Linked DNA regions of Sus scrofa: region 1 is linked to region 2. The links are chromatin contacts, called in public HiChIP or PLAC-seq maps. All regions are on one chromosome and are shown on one strand. The core of a region is the stretch at or near the end of the contact, and the rest is flanking DNA. Distances in the headings are between cores, read along the strand shown.

Region 1 (6,464 bases), core at 3,680-6,179, 170 kb after region 2:
CTAAGAAGGAATTCCAAAGGGGCCAGAGTTTACAGTGGTGCTATACATAGTGAGGCCAATAGTGAGGAAGTTAGAAACCTGAGCAGGATCACACATGAAGCTGGATCAGCCTCTGGTAAACAGCTCAGATGTTAGGATTAGGTCTGCGAACCCAGGCACCAGCTACCTGCAGCACAATTATGTACTTTGAGAGTCAGATGAATTTTACTTATTGATATGTTCTCTGCTCATGTTCTTACTGTTCTCCCTTGACATATAACAAAGTCCTCTTTAAAGTTGTAGCTTGACTGTATTACATCTGGCCTTAAGAGAAAATTCATATATCTCTAAGGTTAAGTGTAGTGGTGGTTACAGTATCTTACTTCCAAGAACTCCATATAGAAGAGTGAGATCCTTGGGAAAGTATCAATTAGTTACCCGTCTCTGGCTAATCAATGAGAGTTATGGGTTTTACTTTAGTAAAATGTGTGTTTCCTTATCAGCTTCTAATAAGGATTTAAAGCCAACTTTCAGCTCTGAATAATAGACAACTCCAGGTAAATTGATTTAAACAATAAGGAAATGAATAAATCTGTAGGTAGGATGGGCTTCAGGAATGGCTGATTTAATGATTGAAAAATCTTCAAACATGAAAGTATTTTCAATCTGCCTTTGTGTCACACCTTTTGCTTCAGCTTAAGATTGGTTTCTCTTGTGTTTATAAGAGGGGTCATTAGGAATCAAGGTGATACGCTTCTTTTTTCATGTCCAGCAGGAGAGAGTGATAGCATCTTTTCCAATCATGAAATAAAAGTCCTTCCCTTCTGTCTGTGTAAAAGCAGGTCATATATCCCAGCCCTGGACCATAGCTGTCACAAGAAAGAATACCATGAGCTGATTGTCCTAAGCCTGGATTCTGGAACAATCACCGACAATGAGAATGGAATTACCATTTGTCAATCAGGAAGCACTCACCCATTAACTGGAGATAGGGTCAGATTCCCCTAAGTAATATGGACTGAAAAGAAGAGGAGTGGTAGATAACCCAAGAAATATGTGGAATCTATTTGGAGAATATAGAAGAAATGGATACTAGAGAGGCAATCAGTGATCCACTGTACTACATTACAGGGTTTCCACTTAAAGTTTAAAGTCTCAGCTTGGGATATAAGTTTTTACAATTCAGCCCTCCTAGGTAAAGTTAGAGAAGTTCCTCCCCATGACTCAATGAAGGATCCAGGGAGTTCTTTGGGTTTACAGGGTCCTGGGATAGATATCATGGCAAAATGGTCCATACAGTGTCACTTCAAATAACAAAGAAAAGTTCTGTGCCAATGGTGGCTGCTATTTCCACTGGGAAGTCCACTTACTGTGGTGTTTGTACAGAAATATTCCACTTGAGGTCCCAGGTACAAATTTGGGGATGAATTTATGTGAATCATAATAATTTATATGAATCATTTATGTGAACCCTTGATGGTAGATGGAGAGAACTATCATTCTTCTCAAATTCAGTACTTTTTTCCAATTACTCATCCTATATTTCAAGATCAGTCTGCCTTTCCCCTTTCCCCACCCTTTCCACCCCATTCTTTCCCAGACAATTCTCCTCATCCAGTGACTTCCATTTTTGCTTGCCTTTTGCCCCCATATTTTAGTACTTTCTAGAGTTCTAGCCCTAGACCCTCTATCAAGCCCAAATTCCTATACTACTTACTTTTTTTTCATGCAATAAGCTTTAATAGCTGTGAAATACAGAGCCCAAATCACTAGCAACTAAGCATTCGTTTCTCTTTCCATGGTAGGAAGGCTTAGTCATTAGACACTTCCTGGGAAGGAGAAATGTTTGCTTTCCTTGTTGGGTGTGCACAATTATGGGAATAGAAGGAGGGAAGAGAAATTTCCCTCTCTTTTAGAATGGGTTGAATCACTCCTTCCAATGCAGAGAAACAAAGAAAAACAGAAAACAGGGAGTGACATTTCCACATTAAAACAGGTTAAAAATTCATATCCTGCCACATTTGTATTACTATACTTTGTGTCTTGTATCTCTAGAGTAATCCCTTTTAATTAAGGGAGAAAATTATGGCATCCTGAGAACTTCATGGGTCTTAGCCTCTGTATGCCCTCTGCTTTCTGGCATCTACGTGGGCTGTTGGAATTAAAAGTACCATCAGTGATTCCATTATAAACTCCTCTTTTTACACAGTTCCTCTTTTTATTGAGTTATCTGGCCCCTCGTCACCAAATCTGGACAGCCTCAGCTCAGGAGTGCAGTTAATTGTGGAATTTATCACACTGAGCAGCTTGGATACTTTATAGTATGGAAATGAAAAATGAATAAGAAAAAAGCAATTTTTTTGTTTTTGTTTTTTTGTCTTTTTGCCTTTTCTGGGGCCGCTTCCCCAGTATATGGAGGTTCCCAGGCTAGGGGTCTAATCCGAGCTGTAGCCGCTGGCCTATGCCAGAGCCACAGCAACATGGGATCCAAGCCACGTCTGCAACCTACACCACAGCTCACGGCAATGCCGGATCCTTAACCCACTGAGCGAGGCCAGGGATCGAACCCGCAACCTCATGGTTCCTAGTTGGATTTGTTAACCACTGCACCACGAAGGGAACTCCTAAAAAAGCAGTTTTTTAATTAGAAAAATCCATAGGTACTACAAGGTGCAAATCAGATGATTATGGGAATTAATGATAGAAAAGGAACATTCTGCCACCTGTCAAGGAAACACTTGAATCTTTAGGGACTGAAATCTTTACTTGGTGTATAGAGGCAGAAGTGTTAAGGTTTCAGGTTTGCTTGTCTCTTACCAAGAAGAGAAAAAGAATAAATTCCCTCCCTCCCACATCCAACCAGTTCATTTTAGACCACAGGGTTTATTAATATTCAGTAATATGAATAGGCTTAAATAGATAAAAATAGCCAAGCTATTTCCTTTAGACATAGATTTCTGTAAGCCAAGCTGATTTTTCCCATCAGTGCAAGTGTAATTTTCTCTATCGCCAGAGAAGGATATTTTTCCTACCAGTGATCATCGTGTGGGATGGCCATCACCATCTTCTTTCACTTATTTTGCTTTGTGAAAGGTTGAATCCTTCTGTGCTTCTCCTGTCAGCATCTTTATCTGTCTTTTTCTGTTTCTACTACATTTTTACTTCCGAGTCAAGAAAATATTAAAGCAAATTAAATTTCTATGCTACTTAGGGAGATATTCTCCTCCAGTAAAAGATGTAAAAATTTCATCATCATCTGCAATACTGCCATGATCTGCAAAGGATAGAGCCTCAACTTGCTATTTAAATTTAAATCCATTAAAATAAAATAAATTAAACAATTCAGTTCCTCCACATTTCAAGGGCTCAGTAGTTGCCTGTACCTAGTGATTACTGTATTAAATAGCACAAAACATTTTCATCTTTTCAGAAAGTTCTATTGGATAGCACTGCTGGAGATGCCATATAGAAATCTATGTCAAATTCCATTTGGCTGTAACTATTAATTTTAAGCCAGTTTAAGAGTTCTAACTGAGCATAACTAAAAGGATTTTTTGTTGTCATTTTGGTTTTGTTTTCCAAACATCTCATGATTTTTCAATCTGTGAAAAACAAACTCTTGGGCAGACAACTGGAGAGTGATGATCCAAAAGTTAGACAGTCCTGGGTCTAGTTCAGCTGTCATCGTCATCAGCTATATGGCCTCCCTCAATCTCTAAGTGTAGGTTCTTTCCTATAAAATGGAGGCAGTTGTGTTGCCTGCTCTGCTATTTTCATCGTCAATAGGCAGGAATTGTGTTGTATTTATTTTTATATCCACAAAACTTAAAACCATTACTGGTACATAGCACGTGCTCAATAAATGTTCTTTAGCTAAACAGTGAGAAAATGCACATAGATCCTCTTTGTAACTTTAATATGTTCTTTAATCTATCAGTACATAACTAGACGGAGGATTTTATTTATCAAAATTTGAGGGAAGGTACCCTTGGTGATGTGAAACTTGGGGAGAAGAAAAATGCCTCAAAAGGATTTTTAGAAAGTTTTAAGGAAATTAAAACAAAGATCTAGTAAATATTTGAAAGCTTTCTGAATCAGAGTGATGTGGTTTAAATGTCTTGGTTGCACTTGATTTCAAATCAAGAACAACCAGCCCTCATTTTACATGGGTTATAATCATATGAGAGATTAAATATAGATCATGTAAATTAGTTTCCTAGGAAGTTTTAAGGCATAATCTTCTTCTCTTATTCTTTGTTCCCCACAACTCTCACTACCTTAAAGTCTGTATTTCAGCCATAGTTTCAGGAGAGCTTGAAAAGAGTACAATAACTCCCTATCCTATAGAAGCTGAACTCCCTATCCTGTAGAACAGCCACACCTGTTAATGAACACTCACAGAGCAAAGTGCTGCAGGCCACTGACCAACATACATGAGAGTCAGATATCTGTTAAGCAGCTTCTAAATTAGTGGAAACAAGCCAGCCAAATGCATTTGCAGTAGAATTCCAACTGAAGGAACACAGAAGTCAGGCTGTGTGGGTAGTTTGGAAGAAGGCTGAGCTACCCTGGGAAGACTCTCTGGAAAGAAGGAATGAATGTTCAAAACAAATTAGCACCCTGACAGATGGAGAATGGGTTTGAGGATCTTAGTGGCTAGAAGACTATGAGGATTATATTATTCCTTGCTTTTCTCTGTAAAGCAAGAGCCAAGATGTGCTAAGCTCCAAGGGTGAGCTGGCCAGGCACATGGCCCAGTCTTAACTCTATTTTTACTTCATAGAAGATAAAATATGCCCTCTGCATTCCCTCAGAACAGAAGAAGCTGGTTCAGTGCACTGCCACTCACTACATCTACCTTTACTTAGGTGGTTCCACATATATTCATCTTAATTAGATCATACGTGGTAAACATACTGTCAGTTGCATGTTTTGTAAGAGAAGAATCTGTGACTCAACATCCCACAAGATGTAACTGAAGTGGTAAAATGACCCAACTGTTTCTTTGCAAAGTCTGTCTTCTATATCTTATCTTCTACTTTTTTTAATTATATAGGAGCAGTGCAAGTATGGGGAGGCCTAGGGAGGTCTTCTCTTTTTATCTAGTATTACTTTTATCTGTTATTGCTGATATTCTCAAAATGAAGGTGAAAAATATACTCTCTGAATGTTTATTTGATACAGATCCAATTCTGTTAAGTTCAATTTAAATAACAAGTTAATATTTCAAATCCCTTTCCTGTAACTTTATGCTTTTGTTTCAGGATGATGATTCCAGATCTGAGTTCCATCGAGCTGTTAGATGCTCTTTTATATCGAGCTGGCAGAACTGCAAGCCTGCTTACTTCTATGCTAGAACATACTTCCTCTTTAAAATGCATGGAAGTCTGAGTCCCTTTGACCTAATGGTGGCCAAGGTCACCATGAGTGTCAGTCTCAAATCCTGGATGTTACCTTACCCTTCCTTCCCAAAACACAGCTCATCCTGAGACTATACGATTCAGGGCAAGGATACTGGAGGTCTGGGTTCTAGTTGCCAGTAACTAGCACATGCCCATGTAAGCCTTTACCCCCTCTGTTCTCCTCAACTGCAAAATGATTGACTAGGTTATCAATTACACATACATTCTCATTCTTTTATAAGTTATTGAAGATACTGAATATAGTTCCCTGGGCTATATAGTAGGTCCTTGTTGGTTTTATATTTATAGTAGTGTGTATATTTTACTTTCAGCCTATTAATTTATCCCTCTCCCTGTTCCCAAAAAGTAACTCTGTTTCTATGTCTGTCTGTTTCTATGTCTGAGTCTATTTCTGTTTTGTAAATAAATTCATCTGTATCTTTTTTCCACATATAAGCAATATCATATTTGTCTCTGTATGTCTTACTTCACTTAACGTAATAATCTCTAGGTCCATCCATGTTGTTATAAATGGCATTGTTCCATTCTTTTTTATGGCTGAGTAGTATTCCATTGTGCACGTACATGTGCGTGCACACACACACACACCCATCCTCTTTATCCATTCATCTGTCAATGGACAATTAGGTCACCTCTATGTCTTAGCTTCTGTACATAGTGCTGCTATGAACATTGTGGTGCATGCATATTTTCAAATTACGGTTTTCTCTGAATTGATGCCAAGGAGTGGGATTGCAGGATCATACGGTAGCTCTATTTTTAGTTTTTTAAGGAATTTACACTGTTCTCCATAGAGGTACCAATTTACAGTTCCTCCAACAATGTAGGAGGGTTCACTTTTCTCCACATACTCCTCTCCAGCATTTAATATTTGTAGACTTTTTGATTATGGCCATTCTGACTGATGTGAAGTGATAGCTCACTGTAGTTTTGATTTGCATTTCTCTAATAATTAGCAATACTGAGCATCTTTTCATGTGACTTTTGGCCATCTGTATGCTTTCTTTGGAAAAATGTCTTTTTGGATCTTCAGCACTTTTTTTTGATTGGGTCATTTATTCG
Region 2 (7,137 bases), core at 2,297-4,796:
TCACTGGTGTGAGATGGTATCTCGTGGTAGTTTCGATTTGCATTTCTCTAATAATCAGTGATGTTGAGCATTTTTTCATGTGCTTGTTGTACATTTTAAAGAACATTTATAGAGTGAATATCTATGTAAGTTAATACCTAGACTATTGCTAGTTCTTCCTTTCCCAGTTATAGCCCCTGAGCATTGCTTTAAAGGTAGCCATTATCTTTTTGGATAATCGGACTCTTTGCGGGATAATCATTCTTTGCTTTTCTTTATATTTTACCATGTGTGTCTGCAGTTCCTAACAACAAAATTTATTTTGTCTTTTTTTTGGTATTGCGCATAAATGGAATCATACTATGCATATTATTTTATAACTGCCTTTATTTATTCAATATTATGGTTGAGGTGAATCTGTATTTACATCTGTAATTGTAGTTCCTTAATATAAATTATTTTTACCCTAAATTTCAGATGTTTGCAAAATGGTTTTGTTCGCCCTGGAAAAATTCTGGTGCAGAATTAACAAACATAATTTAAAATAAGAAATCTTTTATTTTTCACTTCAGTTTCTTTCTTTTTTGGAAGTAGGGATCATGATAACTGAAATATTAAGCTGAGACATAAGAATAAGATAGTTTTACTATTTAAAAACGTGTTAATATTTTATATTCCCCAAATGGCAAACATTTATTTTTCTTTTCTGTTCTTCCATAGGAAAATATATTTGTCTCAGGGGAAAAAATTCTGAAATCCTTATGGGAGACTAGATTAATAGCAAAAGCTGAAACTATCTTTTTTTACCCTTGGTCTTTCTTCAGATCCTAGTATTTTCCCTATAGTCCCTCCAGACACATGTTCTCTATATATAAAAGTACTTTTATTTGGAATGTTCTCGCTTTCACTCTATTATCAGCTTCTTGTTCATTGGGTCCTGTGTTAATTACTTATTGCTGCATAATAAATCTCCCCCAAACAAATATTTATTTTCTCACAGCGACACAAGATTGAGTGAGAGAGCACGCCAGGACAGAAGGCATAGTCTTTTTATAACTTGATCTTGATGGTGACATTCCATCACTTCTGCTGTATTCTATTTGTTAGTAAATCCAGCCCACTCTCAAGAGGAGGGGATTTTACAAAGACATGAATATCAGGAAGGAGGAACAGTAGGAATCATCTTAGAGGCTGCCTACTACCTCAACACCAGGAAAAGTTACTTAAGATACATTTTATATACTTTTTATTTATTGCTATTGCAATTCCACATAATTATTTGATTATTTGGTTAATGCATATTGTCCTCATTAGAGTGAAAACTCCATTATAAATAGGCATTGAGTGTCTAGCTAATATAATTGGATAAATAAATATTATTAATGTGGCTTCCATCTTCCCTCCACCAGTCCATAAGCTCTAATAAGTGTGATAGGTGATCACTCAGATACTATCTCAATGAAAACAACTAGTGAAAGACTGGTCATTATCTTAGAAGACAGAAAAAAATCCCCTTTCCTTTACTTCCTAAATTTCTCATAAAATTACTACATTGTTTTTAAAGTAGCTTTAGTAGAGAAAAATATTTCAGGAGTCTCTTATTCCAAACATCCTGTTTGCTATTCAGAAAATAACAAAATTTGTGAGAAAATGGGTAATGCTTTCAATTATTTCTACAGGATGGTAGTACTTTTAAATTATATATCAGAAATAAAATTGTAAATCAGGCTTCCTTCCCACAAAGTTACAAAGTTTATGGATTTTCTGGCTATCGTGGACTTTCATTAGTTCCCAATGTGAAAATCACTGCCTTAGAGGTTGAAATGTAATTAGACTCTTTGGATGACAGTTCATCTTATTTTTAGGACCTCTATAGAAGGAGGCAATTTAATGTCTGTTCTTGCTTGAATTCATTCATAATCTAAAGACTGTTGGGAAATAATAGTTTTATGTCTAATTTATATCCACAATGTGCATTTTTATAAAACACACATACTAACTAAAATGTTAAGGTTGATATTTTAAATTTTCCAGAGCCAGAAAGTTATAGTAAAGATTTCTATACTGTATGGACTTTGCCATACTGGTGTTTAGAAAAAATTTTATACTTAGTGTAGCTAAATAAGTTTGTTCTTGGCAATTTAATTTGAATTTCTGGGTCTTTGTGTGATTAAGATGTCAGTCTCAGAGTTGCATTTATTTTTTTTAAATTTTTTTACATAATGATTTTTTTCTCCATTATAGCTGGTTTATAGTGTTCTGTTGATTTTCTACTGTACTGCATGGTGACCCAGTTACACATACATGTGTACATTCTTTCTTCACACATTATCATGCTCCATCATAAGTGACCAGACATAGTTCCCAGAGCTACACAGCAGGATCTCATTGCTAACTCATTCCAAAGGCAATAGCCTACATCTATTAACCCCAAGCACCCCAGCCATCCCACTCTACCCCCCGACCCCTTGGCAACCACAAGTCTATTCTCCAAGTCCATGATTTTCTTTTCTGTGGAAAGATTCATTTAATAAGTAAGGGATAACTCGTGAATGGTATCCTAAGAACATTACACGCTGAGGTTTTAAACCCAGTAAAAATGAAGCAGCATATCTCTCTTAAAGATTAAAGTTTCCATTTAAAATAAACACAATGGCACAGAGTTATTTTATTGCTTCATTGCCTAATCCAAAATGGTTTAGATCCGTACTCATAATAACTTGCAGGGTTTTGACGTTTGAAAGCTTGAAACACCAAATGAAGAATGAAATAATTATATTATTTGGTTTTCTTTATGTAAAATATCAGAATATTCTCGCAGATTTCAATGTGTTAAAACATATTCAATGTATTTCAATGTATACTGTGTTGTGTTTATGTTAAAGTAGGAAGTTCATTAAATGTTAAAAACTATGAAGATGAAAAGTAAAGATGTAAAGTCCATAATAAGCAATAAGAATAACTTCTAATTAGTTCAATACTAGCATAGAAGCCTCAAGTCCTAGAGAAAAATATCAAAAGAAATGTAAAAATAAAACTATTCTGCATTGTTCTCTTTTACAACTGTATAGTCATCTTTTTGGAACATAGCCAAATATTTTAGTCTACGGTTTTGCTTCAATTTTAGGATTCTTTTAGCTTAAAATTCATTTTATGAAATACCTTACTGCTTTGTTTGTATTCTCCCAAAACCATGTAGATAAATGAAAGAGCGGGAAATCTTTAACTTTTTGTTTCCCATCTTCATACATTAGAAATAATTATCTAAGCAACTACATTAACTATTTAAGTAATGGTGTAATCCATGTTCTATTTTGGTTAATAATAGTTACTGAATCGGGTTTTTTCTTTTTTTATCCTGGGAATGGTTAAATATCAGAAATGCTTACCTCTAACATTTTTAGTCAGTAGAGCTCAGGATTTTACAATACATAAAAACTGTTTTAACAGCAGCAGAAAACCATGTGCTGTTTCTGAGAGCCTTTTTTCACTCACTGGAGGAAGCCTTTGAGTATAGGTTTGCACAGTCATGTCTGTACAGTGTCCACTGTGTGGGTGGTATATACTTGCTCAGGCATATGACAATGACAACTTGGGAAGGGAAACTCAAAGCGAGTGTTCAAAGTGACTAAGAGGTTTCATTTGTAGTCAAATCACAAGACAATCTTACTCCTACTGATGATTTTGACTTACATGGAAAAGGTTTTTTAAAAAATTATCTTCAGCGTCAAGGGCTTTTCATTTGTGTTTTATCTTGTGTTTATTTGTGTAGATGCATGTTTTAATATTATGTATGCTGAAACCTGATGTTTCTGGTATTTTTAATTAAATCGAGGAATAATTTATGTACAGTTAACTGTGTCCATTTAAAAGGTACAATTTGATGAGGTTTGACAGTTGTATTATGTACCTGTGATTATCGTCACAAACAAGATACAAAACATTTCCACTATTCTTCAAATATTCCTCCATGTATATTTGTAGTCTATTCTTGCCTTCATTCCCATCATCTGTAAGCAACCACTGGTCTGCTATTTGTTACCATAGATGAGTCAGCATTTTATATTAGTAGTAGTACTTTGTGTAGTGTGTACTATGTACTCTTTTTTGTCTGCCTTATTTCACTCAAGGGAATGATTTTGAGATTCATCCATGTTGTGTGTGTTCCTTTTCATTGATGAATACTTTTCCATCATAGGGATAACTTGTCTATCTGTTGATTGGCATTTGGGTTGTTTCTAGTCTTTGATCATTGTGAATAAACCTGCTACGAACATTCATGCTCAAATCTTTGTGTGGACATAGGTTTTTATTTCTCTTGGGTCAATACCTAGGATTGGAATGGTGAGGTTATATGTGGGCATGTGTTTGACTTTTGAAAAAAAAATGCAGGAATTTTCTAGTGTAGTTATGCTCTTTTACATTCCCATTGGTAATGTATGAGAGTTCCAATGGCTTCACACTCTTGCCAATTACACATTATCAATCTTTTTAACTTTGGCCATACTTATAGGTGTGTAATCATTATCTTTCAGTGATTTAAATCAGTAGTTCCTCTATGATTACTAATGTGGAACAAATTTTTGTGTATTTATTAGAAGTTTGAATTTTCTTTTTTTGGTGAAGTGTCTGTTCTAGTCATGTGCCTGTTTTTAAAATTGATTTTTAAAATTACTGAATTGTAAAAGTTCTTCACATAGTCTACATAGCAATTTTTTGTTAAATACACATATTGCAAATATTTTATTCTAATCTGTGGTTTACCTTTCATTTTATTAGTGATATTTTTCAAAGAGCAAAATTTTAAAATTTTGATAATGTCCACTTTATCAAATTTTATTTCATCATTAGGGACATACTTCAATAGAGCAGAATAGGGTCTAGAAATGGACTCACACATTTATAGTTTATTGATAATCAACAAAGGTGTGCCTATTCTTTAGCCAATGCCAGACTGCCTTGATTACTGTAGCTTCAGAATGAAGTTTAAAATTAGATGGTATAAATCTTCCAGTCTTACTCATTATTAAACATTGCTTTGACTAGTCTAGGTTCTTTATTTCTATATAAATTTCAGAACTAGCTTCTCAGTTTTCACAGAAAATACTACAAGCTTTTAATTAAGACCATGTAGAAACTGTGGACCAATTTGAGGAGAACTGACCTCTTAACAATTGAATATTTCCATCCAAGAACAAGATACTTATCTTCATCTATACAGGTATTCTTTAATTTATCTCAGTGATATCTTGTGGTTTTCAGTGTACAAGACTTGTGCATCTTTTGTTAAATTTATTCAATAGTTTTTTGCATTATTATAAATAGAATTAATTAAAAATTTTTATTTTTTAATTATGCACTGCTATATATAAAATACAATTATTTAAAAATATAATTAGTGTTTTTATACCATGACCTTGCTAAATTCAATTAATTCTAGGAGTGGTTTTGTAGATCTCTAACCATCATGCCTTCTGCAATTAAAGACAGTTTTATGTTTTTGTTTCTGATCTGTACGTCTCTTTTCCCCTTGCCTTACTGCAATCACTAGAACCTGGATTACAAATTGAAAAGAAGTACTAAGAGCAGAAATTCTTGCTCCGTTCTTAATTTTAGAGGGGAAATATTTCATTAAGTATGATGTTAGCTGTCATATTTTCTTCAATGCTCTTTAAGGGTTTGAAGAGATTAACTTCTATTCCTAGAGTTTTAAAAATAATGAATGAGTGCTGAGTTTTGTCAAATGCTTTTTCTAAATCTGCTAAAATAATCATGTTTTCCCCCTTATTCTATTAATGTGGTCAATTTCATTGATTTTTGAGTATTCAAACTGCATTCCTGAGAAAAACCCTACATGATCATGTTGTATTAAAAACGCTAGATTTGATTTGCTAATATTTTTTGAAAATTTTTATGTTAAATAAGTCTGCTGGTCTTGTTCTTATTTGTAATGCGCTCACCTGGTTTGGGTATAGTTAATTCTACCCTTGTAAAATGAGTACAGAAATGTTTCCTCCTTGTCTATTTTCTGAAGGAATGTTTGTGTAGATCTGATATTACTTTATGAAATGCTTGATTAAATTTGACACTGTAGGGAGTTCGCCTTGTGGCACAGCAGAAATGAATCTGATTAGTACCCATGGGGATGCAGGTTTGATCCCTGGCCTCATTCAGTGGGTTGAGGATGTGGCATTGCCACGAGCTGTGGTATAGGTCACAAATGCAACACAGATGCAGCTCAGATCTGGCATTGCTGTGGGTGTGACATAGGCTGGCAGCTGTAGCTCTGATTCAACCCCTAGCCTGGGAACTTCCATATGCCACGCCTGCAGCCCTAGGGGGGAAATATTTGACAGTGTTGCCAACTTGGTGGGAAGATTTTTCTTTCTTTCTTTTTTTTTTTTTAAGGGCCACACCCACAGCATATGGAAGTTCCCAGGCTAGAGTTGAATTGGAGCTGCAGTTATCAGTCTAGGTCACAACCACAGCAACAACACAGGATCCAAGCTATGTCTGTAAACTACGCCACAGCTCATGGCAACGCTGGATCCTTAACCCACTGAGTGAGGCCAGGGATTGAACCTGCATCCTCATGGATACTAGTCAGGTTCGTTACCACTGAGCCACGATAGAAACTCCAGTGGGAAGATTTTTATCAACAAATTTAATTTCTTTAATAAACATTAGGTTTTTCAGATTATCAGTTTAATTCCAAACAAAGTTTGAAATCTTTACCTCCAGTGAATTTCTCCATTTTATCTGTTATTTAATTTTGGTTAGCATAAAGTAGTTAATACTTGCTTACTATTTTCATAAATATAGTATCTATGTTAATGTTCCTTCTTTCCTGATATTAGATGTTTATGTTTTTTTCTTTTTTGTCTTTTTGCCTTTTCTAGGGCCGCTCCCTTGGCATATGGAGGTTCCCAGGCTAGGGGGCGAATTGGAGCTGTAGCCACCGGCCTATGCCAGAGACACAGCAACACGGGATCCGAGCCACGTCTGCAACCTACACCACAGCTCAAGGCAACACCGGATCCTTAACCCACTGAGCAAGGCCAGGAACTGAACCTGCAACCTCATGGTTCCTAGTCAGATTCGTTAATCACTGGGCCACGACGGGAACTCCTATGTTCTGCTTTTTTCTTGATAAATCTG

What was found. HiChIP or PLAC-seq counts read pairs in DNA pulled down with a chosen protein or histone mark.
Region 1: an H3K27ac HiChIP or PLAC-seq map of alveolar macrophages shows a contact between it and region 2. The contact joins two enhancer-like sites.

Annotation. Positions count from the first base shown.
Region 1 is chr13:147,135,767-147,142,230 of Sscrofa11.1, forward strand. No RefSeq gene overlaps it. Among named protein-coding and RNA genes, the nearest start is that of CCDC80, 64 kb to the right of the region's middle. Within about 2 kb of position 4,930, at least 5 of the 83 cell types and tissues checked have an H3K27ac peak or open chromatin away from gene starts, as enhancers often do. A contact at or near this core is called in alveolar macrophages, where this site is marked.
Region 2 is chr13:146,965,840-146,972,976 of Sscrofa11.1, forward strand. All of the region lies in intron 1 of CD200R1 (CD200 receptor 1), which reads left to right. Among named protein-coding and RNA genes, the nearest start is that of CD200R1, 16 kb to the left of the region's middle. Within about 2 kb of position 3,547, at least 4 of the 83 cell types and tissues checked have an H3K27ac peak or open chromatin away from gene starts, as enhancers often do. A contact at or near this core is called in alveolar macrophages, where this site is marked.